Regions from separate parts of the Anas platyrhynchos genome. Here region 2 is linked to region 1. A link is a contact called in public Hi-C data. All regions are on one chromosome and are shown on one strand. The core of a region is the stretch at or near the end of the contact, and the rest is flanking DNA. Distances in the headings are between cores, read along the strand shown. Region 1 has its middle 4.2 kb from the start of ZNRF2. Region 2 holds the start of NOD1 (nucleotide binding oligomerization domain containing 1).

Region 1 (5,452 bases), core at 2,785-5,284:
CATGCATTTCGGGCATTTAAATATAATATTTGCAGATCTCTCACTATCAAGTGTGAATCTAAACAGGACCCATACCTCAGAGAATGCCTACATCTTCAGAAAAGCGATGTTGCATGTTTCTGAGCCAGCTTTCTCCCCTCCATCCTTCCTGGTCCCTCTTTTAAATGATTGAATAGAATTTCTTCTGTGTATGGAAATTTGCTCTCTATAGCCAGTAGTACAGTTAGGTTTTCAAACTAATGTTTCTTCTAACAAATGACTCCACAAGCACCAAGTCCTGTAGAGGCAAGTACCTGGCACTGTAGCTTCCACCCATTTGTTCATTAATATGCTCCAGAAGCAGTTTGCATAAAATATTCAATTTCCTACCCAGCACAGAAAATAATCATTGGCAAGAGGAAACAGTGCAAAGAGAAAGCAGAACATATTGCTGCTGACCAAATTTCCATAGATCTCTGGGACTCGGCGGAAAGTACATAGCTGTATGAAAATTAACTTCCACGGGCCTACGTGGATGAATGCTCTTATTATTCCTGTAGAAACATATCTAGGGAATCTTATTCGTAATTAAATAAGCACGAAGTAGGCACTAGCCTTCTTGTTCCTTGTCCAGGATACTGGAAAAATTACTGGTTTAGACAGGCAGATACACTTGCTGTTCTTTGTTGTAAGCTGTATACCTCCATTTTAGTTCTGGTTGCACTACCTTGTCTATCAGCAACTGAAAATAATAAGCTTGTTTCTTCACCAGTTTCCTTAAAAATACCAAGTGGCAGGTGTGCCCTAAGAACACAAAATTGGCTATAAGTTCATAACATTGCACATCTTGGAAACCATGTGCTGTATAAATGGAACCGGGTCTGAATTTTGGTTAACGGTGAGCTGTGCTGATGGATCATCCTCCCTCTCCCCTCCTACTCACTTTGGTGTCTTTTATAGGGTGACTACAACAATGTTTGAAGGAAGGTTTACTTCAAAAAGGTAGTCCTTTCTGAAGGACGGTGGCTGAAAAAACAATAGAAAACACTCATAACATAGAGTTTAATTTTCTGGTAACTAAGATGGGCTCCTAGTAGGGCATGGGGAAACAAGATTTTCTGTTCAGATGCCAAACTAGGGGTGCATGCTGTGGTTGGAAAAGATCAGCGAGGTTTTTACATTACTGTACATTGCAGGTGTTTAAAACAAATCACACTGCACAACACCTCTCCACAGATGCTGAAAGCAGTGTTCAGTTGCTCAAACAGAAAGCAAAACAGAACTGTTTCATCCTTGTAAAATACGAGTTTTATAAAATACACATGCCTTGCATCTGCAGGTCGTTTAAGCCATCTGGCTGACCAAACTGTCTTCAGGTATGTTCACATCTCTATGCTAAAAGATAAAGGCCCTGTATTGGTATTAGTGTATCTCCAGCTGGTAGCTGATCTCCTGAAATACGTAGCAGACCTTACTATTCAATATCTTAGGTTTTAATTTGCACTGAGTAACCCTTTACTCATGTTGGTTTTAATCCTGTGAAGATTTATGCATATGCTTACACTGGTGCAGTAAAAACAGTCCTGCACTATGCTGTCATCAGTCTTCACCAAATAATAATAAAAAAACTAAGCAACTCTGAAAGTCTTTCCAGGTTTGGGTCCTAAAATTATTCTGGAAATATGCAGTTACTTATGCTTTTAATGTGAGGAAGTTTATTCTTGTTTTTATAGAGATTGTGTTTAGAACCTTCTGCCTTTTGTTTGAAGTTTATGCTTTTCTGAAGTTTCTGTCACACCATAAACAACTGTATTTTGTACACTGGAGTCACCCATGTGGAAAGATAATGTTCACCAAAAAAAAGATAACCTAGCCTTAAAAATAAATGAACATTTTTCCTTGTCTTATAGATTGACCATTTTGTACAGGAAGAAGTATGTGGAAATAATCTACTTGAAGAAATGGCAATTTGTGCTGTGCATTCCACTACATCTGCTATAAAGTAGTATGATAAGAAATGCGCTTTAGTCTAACAATTCTAATGGGCACGTATATTCACCATAATAATTTCTAAACTGTTCTCCATTCAGAGTTGGATTATTGTAGCCAGTGAGCACCACAGTACTCACCAAGGCCAAATGCCATTCACTTGAATTTGCCATTTGAGTGCATAATCAGGCAGTAACTGGTTCTTTAATAAACTGCATTAGTTCTACTTGTTAGTTTGTTGTTTGTTTGTTTGTTTGTTTGTTTGTTTGTTTTTGTTGTTTTGTTTTGTTTTGTTATCATCTTTGCATGCAGTATCCCATTGTATATACTTCCTGACCTTTCATGCATCTAGAGCCCCCCCAATGCTGTATTTCTTCAAAAGCTACAGCACAGACCTCTTTTGTTATGTTCTCAAGGAATAACTGAAGACAAGTAGCAGCTTAGACCATGCTCATCCCTACACTACAGGCGTTTGCACCAATTCATAAATGAAGTGACATCAATCTATGTTTATTTGGGCAAGGCGTTAATACACAGATCTGTGGGTATGGGAGTGTGGGGGTGGATTAGTTGACCTATAAAGGTCCCATCCAGCTGATTTTTCTGTTTCTGTGATTTCTAAGAAGAGGGGGTGGAGGACAAACTAACAGATGGGAAGTGTGTTTACTCTCTCTTGTTTTCAGATCTCCTATATCAGCGCCCAGCGATGCCAGCTGAATGTGGAGTTGGGGGGGAGGAGTGTTGATGGCTTCAGCCCTCTTTTTTTCTGCAGAGGGAAATAATACGAATCTTTCAAAGTTTATTCCTGAATGACATTGTTTTGTCTTGCAGTTCAGAGTGCTAGACCATGAATCCCTTCTGCACCTAGAGAGGCATAGTCTTTACAAAAAGCTTGGTCTGAACAATTCATGAGGGTTAATAGAGAAAGCACTTCGAGTCCTGACACACTGAATATTACACAGGTAAAGCAGTCTTCAGAAGCTGATTGCAGACAAGTTCTTTCACAGGATAGATCTTTCATTAGCAGTACTAATTGCTTGAATGCTAGACATCTACTGAAAGAGATGAGTAAAAGGAAAACAGAGTTACAGAAACAATAACAAAATGTAGGAATGACAGCAGGTGGTAGAGCCATGTGACATTAGATTTGCCAAGTACAATTTGTATTCTCTCAGGTTCTTTGTTTTCTGCCAAATATTACCTTAAATTCTCAGAATCCAAGAGAAAAAAAATACCTTTGTCTTAATTTTTGCATGGTATGTGGTAATATTTTCAATTGATAGTTGTAAGTATTGTTCTTTTAATATATTATATCCTCCTACTTACAGTCTGCTACTGATAAGCCTAATAACAAGAAACAAAAACATACCAGGTAGCTATTCAAAGGGCCTTTAAGCACAGCTGCTTGGGCAGTCATGCTTGTGCTGCCGGGACTTGCAACAAGTCAAAAGGACAGTAAGGACTTCTAAGTACAATAAAAGCAAGGTGCAGTAGTAAATGTATCAAGGTAATACTTCATTAATGAGTGGACAATGAAGAATATAAAAGCTTGTAACTGGATTTTTCTGAAGGCCGTACTGACTCGGGAGGAATGTCAGAGAGCTCCACTTCCCATTATCTGCCAGAAGCGTTTTTTGCCTAGGCTTCTGTGCACCATGCCTGGTGTAAACCAGGCACGAGGGCGGTGTAAAAGGCTCCATCTGTTGTGCTGGCTCCGATCCACTTGGCAGAAGACAGAACCCATGAAAATAAGAGATGAGGAAAGGGAATTGTGAACCCATTTCCTCCTCTCCCCGCTCTATCTGTTCCTGGTATATTGACTGGGAGCAGGAGGAGCAGAGTCCTTGCTCTTGTTTCCTTAAAAAAAAAATAAAATAGGGGAGTTGGGGTGCTTCATGCCTCTTGCTCTGCCCTTCGGTAAGAGCCCAGGCACCATTCATGGTCTGGATTCAGAGGTTTACATTTCTTAAAGAAGCAAAATGTTTTCTGAAGAGTGAAAGAAAAACAAGAGTCATTTTACCACTTGGGGAACCCAGCATACACTTCCTGGTTGGTTGCTCTGCTCTTAGCTGGTTTCGTTTCTGCATTGAGAAAATGCCAGGCAAATAACAAATCAGGTTCAAGTTAGAACAGTGCTTGTAAGAGTTTGTTGTAGCAAAACATTTCTAGATGATGAAATGTTCTAGACAATGGGACTGCATGAACTCAGCCTCATCAGGAGGTTCTCATTGGGATGAGTACTGCTAGTTAAAGGATTAGCCACTTCTGTAGAGTACCTGTACCCCTTTAGCAGGGTCACAATTCATCACGATAATTCAGAACCTTTTCTTTGTCCCCATTACTTCCTAAGCAAAGCTTTTCCTCCAGAGTCATGGTAGCTCCTCTTAAACTCACACGCGATGTGATCACAAAATGAAGAGGGCCCCTTTACAGCTATACGAACCCATACCAAGGACAGACAGCTCTACACATTTCTTATGAAGGTCAAACAGGAAAGGAAAGACCTGTTTGGTTGGAAGCACATCACGAGGCTGGGGAGAGACTCGGTTTCACTCTGAATAGCAATTCTTCCTCTCTTGTGAATGGAAAAAATGCAGAGCAGTCTGGTATCATATGTCCACACTGACATCTAGTGCTGAAAAAACTGCACTAGCCAGTGGGGAAACAAAGGCAAAAAGGTGTTGGACTGGAATGAAAAATTAAAAAATAGAGCAAAGCAACCCTCCTGCTTTAGGAAAGTGACTGCCAGTGAGTGGCCCTCCCAGTGGGAAGGAGTTGTCATGGCTCTGTGAACCTGGGTGCTTTGGAGGCACCCCTTGGAGAAGCATCCTTTGGAGAAGCACACAGCCAGATACTCCATGTGGCAACCCCTTGGTGTCCCTGCAAACCTCTCTTCAGGACGCGAGGAATCGTGAGTCTGTTTTGCAGCCACTGGCACTGTGGGACTCAGCAGAGCAGTGCTGCCAATGGCCCAGTAATCTCTATTTTTTCAAATGAAGCTTTCACAGGTATAAAATGTTCTTACTTCCCAATCCAAGAAGAGGATTCAATTCCCTGGTAAATCAGAAAGCGTATCTCCCTCTCTAAGCTTTTTCTAGAGAAAGGCATCATTTGCTTAACAGTGGCTTTTAGTCGTTAATGTTCTCTTACCTCCTATTTCAACACAAAACATTCTCGTTGCTTTCCCACATGCATACAAAATTGCCCTTTGTAATATTTTGCTGTGCCTTTAAGGGCAGGCAGAGGCTGAAAAACAAAATATTTGTGATTTTTCATTGTGATTTCTATCTACCGTAGGGAGGTAAAAAGCAATAATAATGTACAGAATAATGAGTATTTTTCAATGTCAGCTGCCAGCATACTTCTTCTCCTGTCACCAGGGAAATTGTGAGATTAAAACCAAGTGCTCTGTGTGCTTCAGAAGTGATATATGCATGTCAGCGTTGGATAAATCATCAAAGGAGAAGAGCAGAAAGGACAGATA
Region 2 (5,090 bases), core at 805-3,304, 81 kb before region 1:
GCATCCCCACGACTGATGCACGGGATCCAGCAGCTGGAGTGCCTGAGATAAGAAAGAAAACATTGTACATGCTCCGTGGTCTAGCAAGTGGTTGCTTTCAATATAGATTTCTAAGCCACATAAGCGTTTACCTTTAAACATGCCAGCTGTGTAAGCTAGCATTATAAAGCTAACAGAACCTTGTAATGGGAGACTCAGTATGTTGTAACCCTGTGATCCATCACTCAAAGAGGCCATTGTAAAGCACCGTGGAAGCTGGGACTCTTTCCAGAAAGAGACGATAGACTTGCAGATAAGTCTGATACCTCATAGTGTCAGCACGTTGGTCTCCTGCTTCCAAAAACCTGAAGCTAGCAAAGCAGAACTGTGTATGTCCGAGTCCTGTGGAGAGTTTTTCCGAAAGAATAAGCACATTCCCACACTGACGAGGACCTGTAGGTGCTGCTGCACCTAAACCAGCTACTGTAAAACATTTTTGTGTTTGCTTTAGTCTGGGTAGGACCTGAGGTTTCCTCATGTAGCCGATCCACTTTGTTACAAACATGCAGGTACCTGCCTTGCTATTAGCTGCCTGTGCCAGGAGATAGGGCTGTTCTAACTTCAGGCGCTCAGCTCTTCATCTGACGTGACATTTTCTTTGTCTGGGGATGGTGGAAATTTTCCATTTTTCTTATGAAAAGATACCGGTGAAAGTTACTGCTTTCTCCAATACTGAGTATCTTTTTTTTTTTAATCCTGAAGTTAATATTGCTACAGAAAATATCACTGAGTACGTCATCGTGCGCGGGTTTAATATTGCCAGCTGTAGCTTCCCCGTTCTGCCTTTGTGCTTTTTCTCCCTTTCTCCCCTGATGCCTTCACCTTAAATGCTTTTCTGAATCCTCTCGTTTCTCCATTGTCTTGTGCTCTAGGAAGAAAATGTGCATTAGGATAATGTGGTCCTAGAGCAACCAAAGCAAGCAGGAGATGTTGGGTAGGAGCAGTGGCTTGAAAGAGAAGTGTTAGTGTCTGTGTTGCCTGTGTTTTAGAGGTGACTCGATCTCTTTAACCGAAAGCTTGCAAAAGCTCTGGAGGAAATGATGTTTTCAACATCTGTTTGGTCTCCGTGATGGAGTTCAGTTCCGAAATGAGTTTTCTTAAAGAAAGGGATGTGCCTGCGTGGCTCCTAGGCAGCGGGGTGACTCAGGAGTCAGCCACTCGACCCGCTGGGTCATGCGCGTGGTGCACTGCAGGGCTGATCTGTCTGAGCAGATGCAGTCACTCACTCGTGGTCGGAAAGCCAGCTCACTGGGTCACGTCACGTTTGGTCGGAAGAGCTCTGCCGTTTTGGGGTTGGCTGCGACCCCAAACGGTTGTGCCGGGGATGTGCTTTGCTTTCCTTCAGCCAGGGCTGTCGGAGAGTTCACAAGGCCTCGCTTCTGAGGACAGTCACCCTCCTGGCAAAATTTTACACAGAGGCTTTCGTTGTGACCGAAGACAAAGGGAATTGCTAGGAGAAATTAATTCCTCCTACAGAATTAATTGCTACGAAATAGAATTTGATTCCCCTTTATTTCCTTGTCGAGCTGCGTTTGGACAGATGCCCTGCTTTGTCTGTTGAAACACGAAAAGCTAATAAAAATATTCAATTATGCACGAGGAACGGGCAGTTAACAAAGCAGATGCAAGCGTTGTTGTTTGAGGCAAGCTGCACCGCAGTATTTATATTACAGGGGAGACTGCCTGCAGTAGTTTTTGGTTTGTTTCTTTTCCAAAAGCTGAATAAATGTCTGGAAGTGCATGAGGAAGATAACAGGTTGTGGGTTTTTTTTTGGATAAAGTTGTCAGTGGTGTTGTGCAGAGGCTGGAATTACTCTTTGATGGCTACTTGCAGGATGCATCTGCACAGGGTAACGTTTACATTGAGGCTCTGTGCAATTTACTTTTACAGGCTCGGTAACGTGAAGGACAGATCGCCCGTTTCCCTGAAGCTAACCCCGAGCTGACTCCTCACTGCAGCCAGCCAGCTTGCCAAAGATGAGGCTAGACGGAGCAGCTTCTTGCTGTCTCGACTATGGAAGGCCAACTTTGTGCTAACTTGGAGATTTCCTTGGAAAAACCTCCAGGAGCAAGCCCGCCGTCCTGCATTGCTTTGCTGAAGATCTACCGAGAGCTTCTGGTCAGTAAGATCCGAAACACGCAGTGTTTGATCGACAACTTGCTTTACAATGAGTACTTCTCCACCGAGGACGCCGAGATTGTTGTTCAGTTTCCAACTCAAGCAGATAAGGTATTGTTTTCATTTCACTAGCCAACCTGAACTTTCTGTTACTTTCAACTTTACTGTTAGGTTTTATGAGCTTGATGTCTTTCCCAGTCTTTGTTATTTTGGAGACTCCCCACCCCATTCCTTCTGGACAAGCATCTCCACCACTTCTCTTTCCAGCCCTGCTGGCACTGCTCGTAAGCCTGCTGGCAGCTGCCAAAACGAGCAGGTTGGTAATTGCTGCTCTGTGTCCCCAGCTGCAGCTTTGTCCTTGGATAAAGAGGTGGCCACCGTGGCTGTCAGTGCAGCTTGCTGCACACAAGCCTTCATTATAATATAGAGTATTTTAAGGAAAATTTACTTTAGGAAATGTTTGGACGTGGTAAATGTTTGTAAAACTGATATCTCCTGACACGCTGGGGTTTGGAATTCATCTGTGGGCATCAGGAGCAAAAATTAATTCCTGTTCTTTTGATAGGAGAAAATCATCAGGTGTGCACAGTTGCTCTGTGCGTCGTGACCCAAAACAAGCTCCTCATTCTCCGACCAGTCGTGCAGCTTCGGAATAGTGGCAGGCAAACCGTAAAGAATTCAGAGAGCTTGGACTTGCCTAACAGTGCAGATTTTCATAAAATAATCATTCTTGCTGGCGAGCTGAGACGCTAACACAGTGCTCACTGTGTGCAAGGTCAAAGCTGAATAAATGCACACTGTACCATCATCCCCTTTTCTTTTTGTTCAGCATAATATACATGCTTGTTGTAACAAAGCTGAGGGGGAGGCCGTGCACCAGGACTCTAAGCAGAGACACGGAGCAGGCCACAAGAGTAAGTGAACTCTGTGGGAGCTTGTCTGGAAGGGTTAAAGTTGTTTTTCAGAGCACACAAAATGTCAAAAAAATACCATGATTTTGCTGTGTCCCATGTAACTCGCCCTGCTTTACTCACACAAGGCCATAGTCTCTCAAAACCCCTTGCTTGAACTGAATTCTTGATTCATTCTCAGCAAGAGGATCCAAACATTCAAATTGAGCCCCAAAAAGATTACTCTGTCCTGAGGAGGATTCGGTACTGGGGTTGCCTTGTGCTGGTTGCACAGAGATCAGGCTCTGGTTTGCCTTTGGAAGGATTCGCCTTGAGCTGCTCCAGACACTCTTTGGTAGCCATTAGCTTCAGTAACACTTGCAGGCAACAAGTAAATTGTACAGAGATAATCTTGCTGTAGTGAGTTGCTGTGTGAAAAGAAAGAATTGCAGGTTTTTTGGATCTGCATTAAGATCCAGAGAGAGATTCTGCCTGCCCCACTCTCAGTCTAGCAGGATCCAGAGGTAAATCTAAATGTGACTGGAATATCTACAAACCAGAGGAATTAATTTAGGGCACTGAGAAAACCCCTCCATCTTTTTTGTTTTAAGCCTAGGATTTAAAATATACTCAGCCAGGCTGAGCTAATCCTTTAGTTTCCGTGTTGAGGAGAAGTATTTATCCATGTTGTTTGTTGGGGTTTTTTTAGCCTATGATTTAGCTAAAAGTTGAGACCTTAATCTGCAGAGCTGACTTTCTTGCAACATCCCAATACAAACAGAAAGTGAGGGTTTTGATGGTTGAAATTCAGAGCTAGATTTTGAATTCGTTTTTTTTTAAGCACCAGTTTTGATTTCAGGATCTTGTCCCAGTCCAAAAGGGATCCTAAAGCAGCCCAGCAGTACAACAGTCATCACTATGCATCAATGATTTTCCACGTGTTGTTTCTTCAGGTTCGCAAAATCCTAGACTTGGTCCAAAGCAAGGGAGAAGAAGTTTCGGAATATTTCATCCGTGTCCTACAGAAAGTCACTGATGCTTACTATGAACTTCAGCCTTGGCTGGATGAAATAGCTTATGAGCCTTCAGAGAATATTTGTAGCAGACCTGTGGTAAATACAGATCCAGGTAAGGCCGTGCATCCATATCCCTTTCGTTAGGTCTGCCCCATACAAGAATTACTTTGCTTCCATTATCAGTAAAGCTTCTGTTGCAATAAAAACCCAGTGCAACACTGCACAATAGCTAGGATTTTCATTTTCTGTGTCAGCCTAACAAAGATCTCTTGAGATTCCTGCTTTCTAAAGGACATGCTTGCTGTTTGCAATAATAAAAATTACCAAACAAGTTAGGAAAGAATGACCACCTACCCAATAGAAGTAACAGGTAGAATATAAACAGAGGGAAAAGGCAGATGCCAAAACCAATCTGTGACCAAAACCCTCTGCCTTTGCAGAGACAAATCTTTAACAAAGGTTCAAGGGCTTGACTTTGAGTCTCAGCTGAAAGACGGAAGCCTCTTAATGCAGTGCAGCGTCTTGGAGTCAGTACTGGTTTTCAGGAGATGGTGACATAACTCATTACCTCTTTCATTAGCAAGGTCGTTAGCAAATCTCTGATTTTTCCAAGAGACTAATAATGGCGGCCCAAATCCATAGCAGCAATCTGCCAGAGAACTGATTTTACAGAAGAATTATTTTAACTTATTGCCCCTCACAGTTCCCACCGAGGCGGGTGATCATACGCAACGGGCTTTTTAATAACACTTCCCTGTCTTTTCAGTTAGCAGGTATTGCCAGAAACTCAGATATGAGCTGGGACGAGACTCCAAGTTCGTTATGTCGTATGCTCAGAGGGAAGAGATGCTGCTTGAAGAAACTTACTCTAACAGCGTTATGGAGCTGGTCAGTTTCACCAATGAGAGCCTAGGTGAAGTGTGTCAATTAGAAGCCCTTTTTGACGATGCAGTCGGGCTAATTAATGAAGATGGAGAGACGATTTATGTCTTCGGTGATGCAGGAATTGGAAAATCGATCTTGCTG

Evidence for each region. Hi-C and Micro-C count contacts between places; a contact is called where the count stands out from the background.
Region 2: a Hi-C map of subcutaneous adipose tissue shows a contact between it and region 1, with 2.2 times the contacts expected there. The contact joins the promoter of NOD1 here to the enhancer-like site in region 1. A contact is called at or near these places in 3 of 8 Hi-C or Micro-C datasets (liver, skeletal muscle and subcutaneous adipose tissue).

The regions. Positions count from the first base shown.
Region 1 is chr2:115,630,388-115,635,839 of IASCAAS_PekinDuck_T2T, reverse strand. No RefSeq gene overlaps it. Among named protein-coding and RNA genes, the nearest start is that of ZNRF2, 4.2 kb to the left of the region's middle. Within about 2 kb of position 4,034, at least 3 of the 8 cell types and tissues checked have an H3K27ac peak or open chromatin away from gene starts, as enhancers often do. A contact at or near this core is called in subcutaneous adipose tissue, where this site is marked.
Region 2 is chr2:115,709,539-115,714,628 of IASCAAS_PekinDuck_T2T, reverse strand. NOD1 (nucleotide binding oligomerization domain containing 1) reads left to right here and starts at 2,054. Exons shown (of 11, transcript NM_001310381.1): 1 at 2,054-2,269; 2 at 4,002-4,176; 3 at 4,831-5,090. The coding sequence starts at 2,054.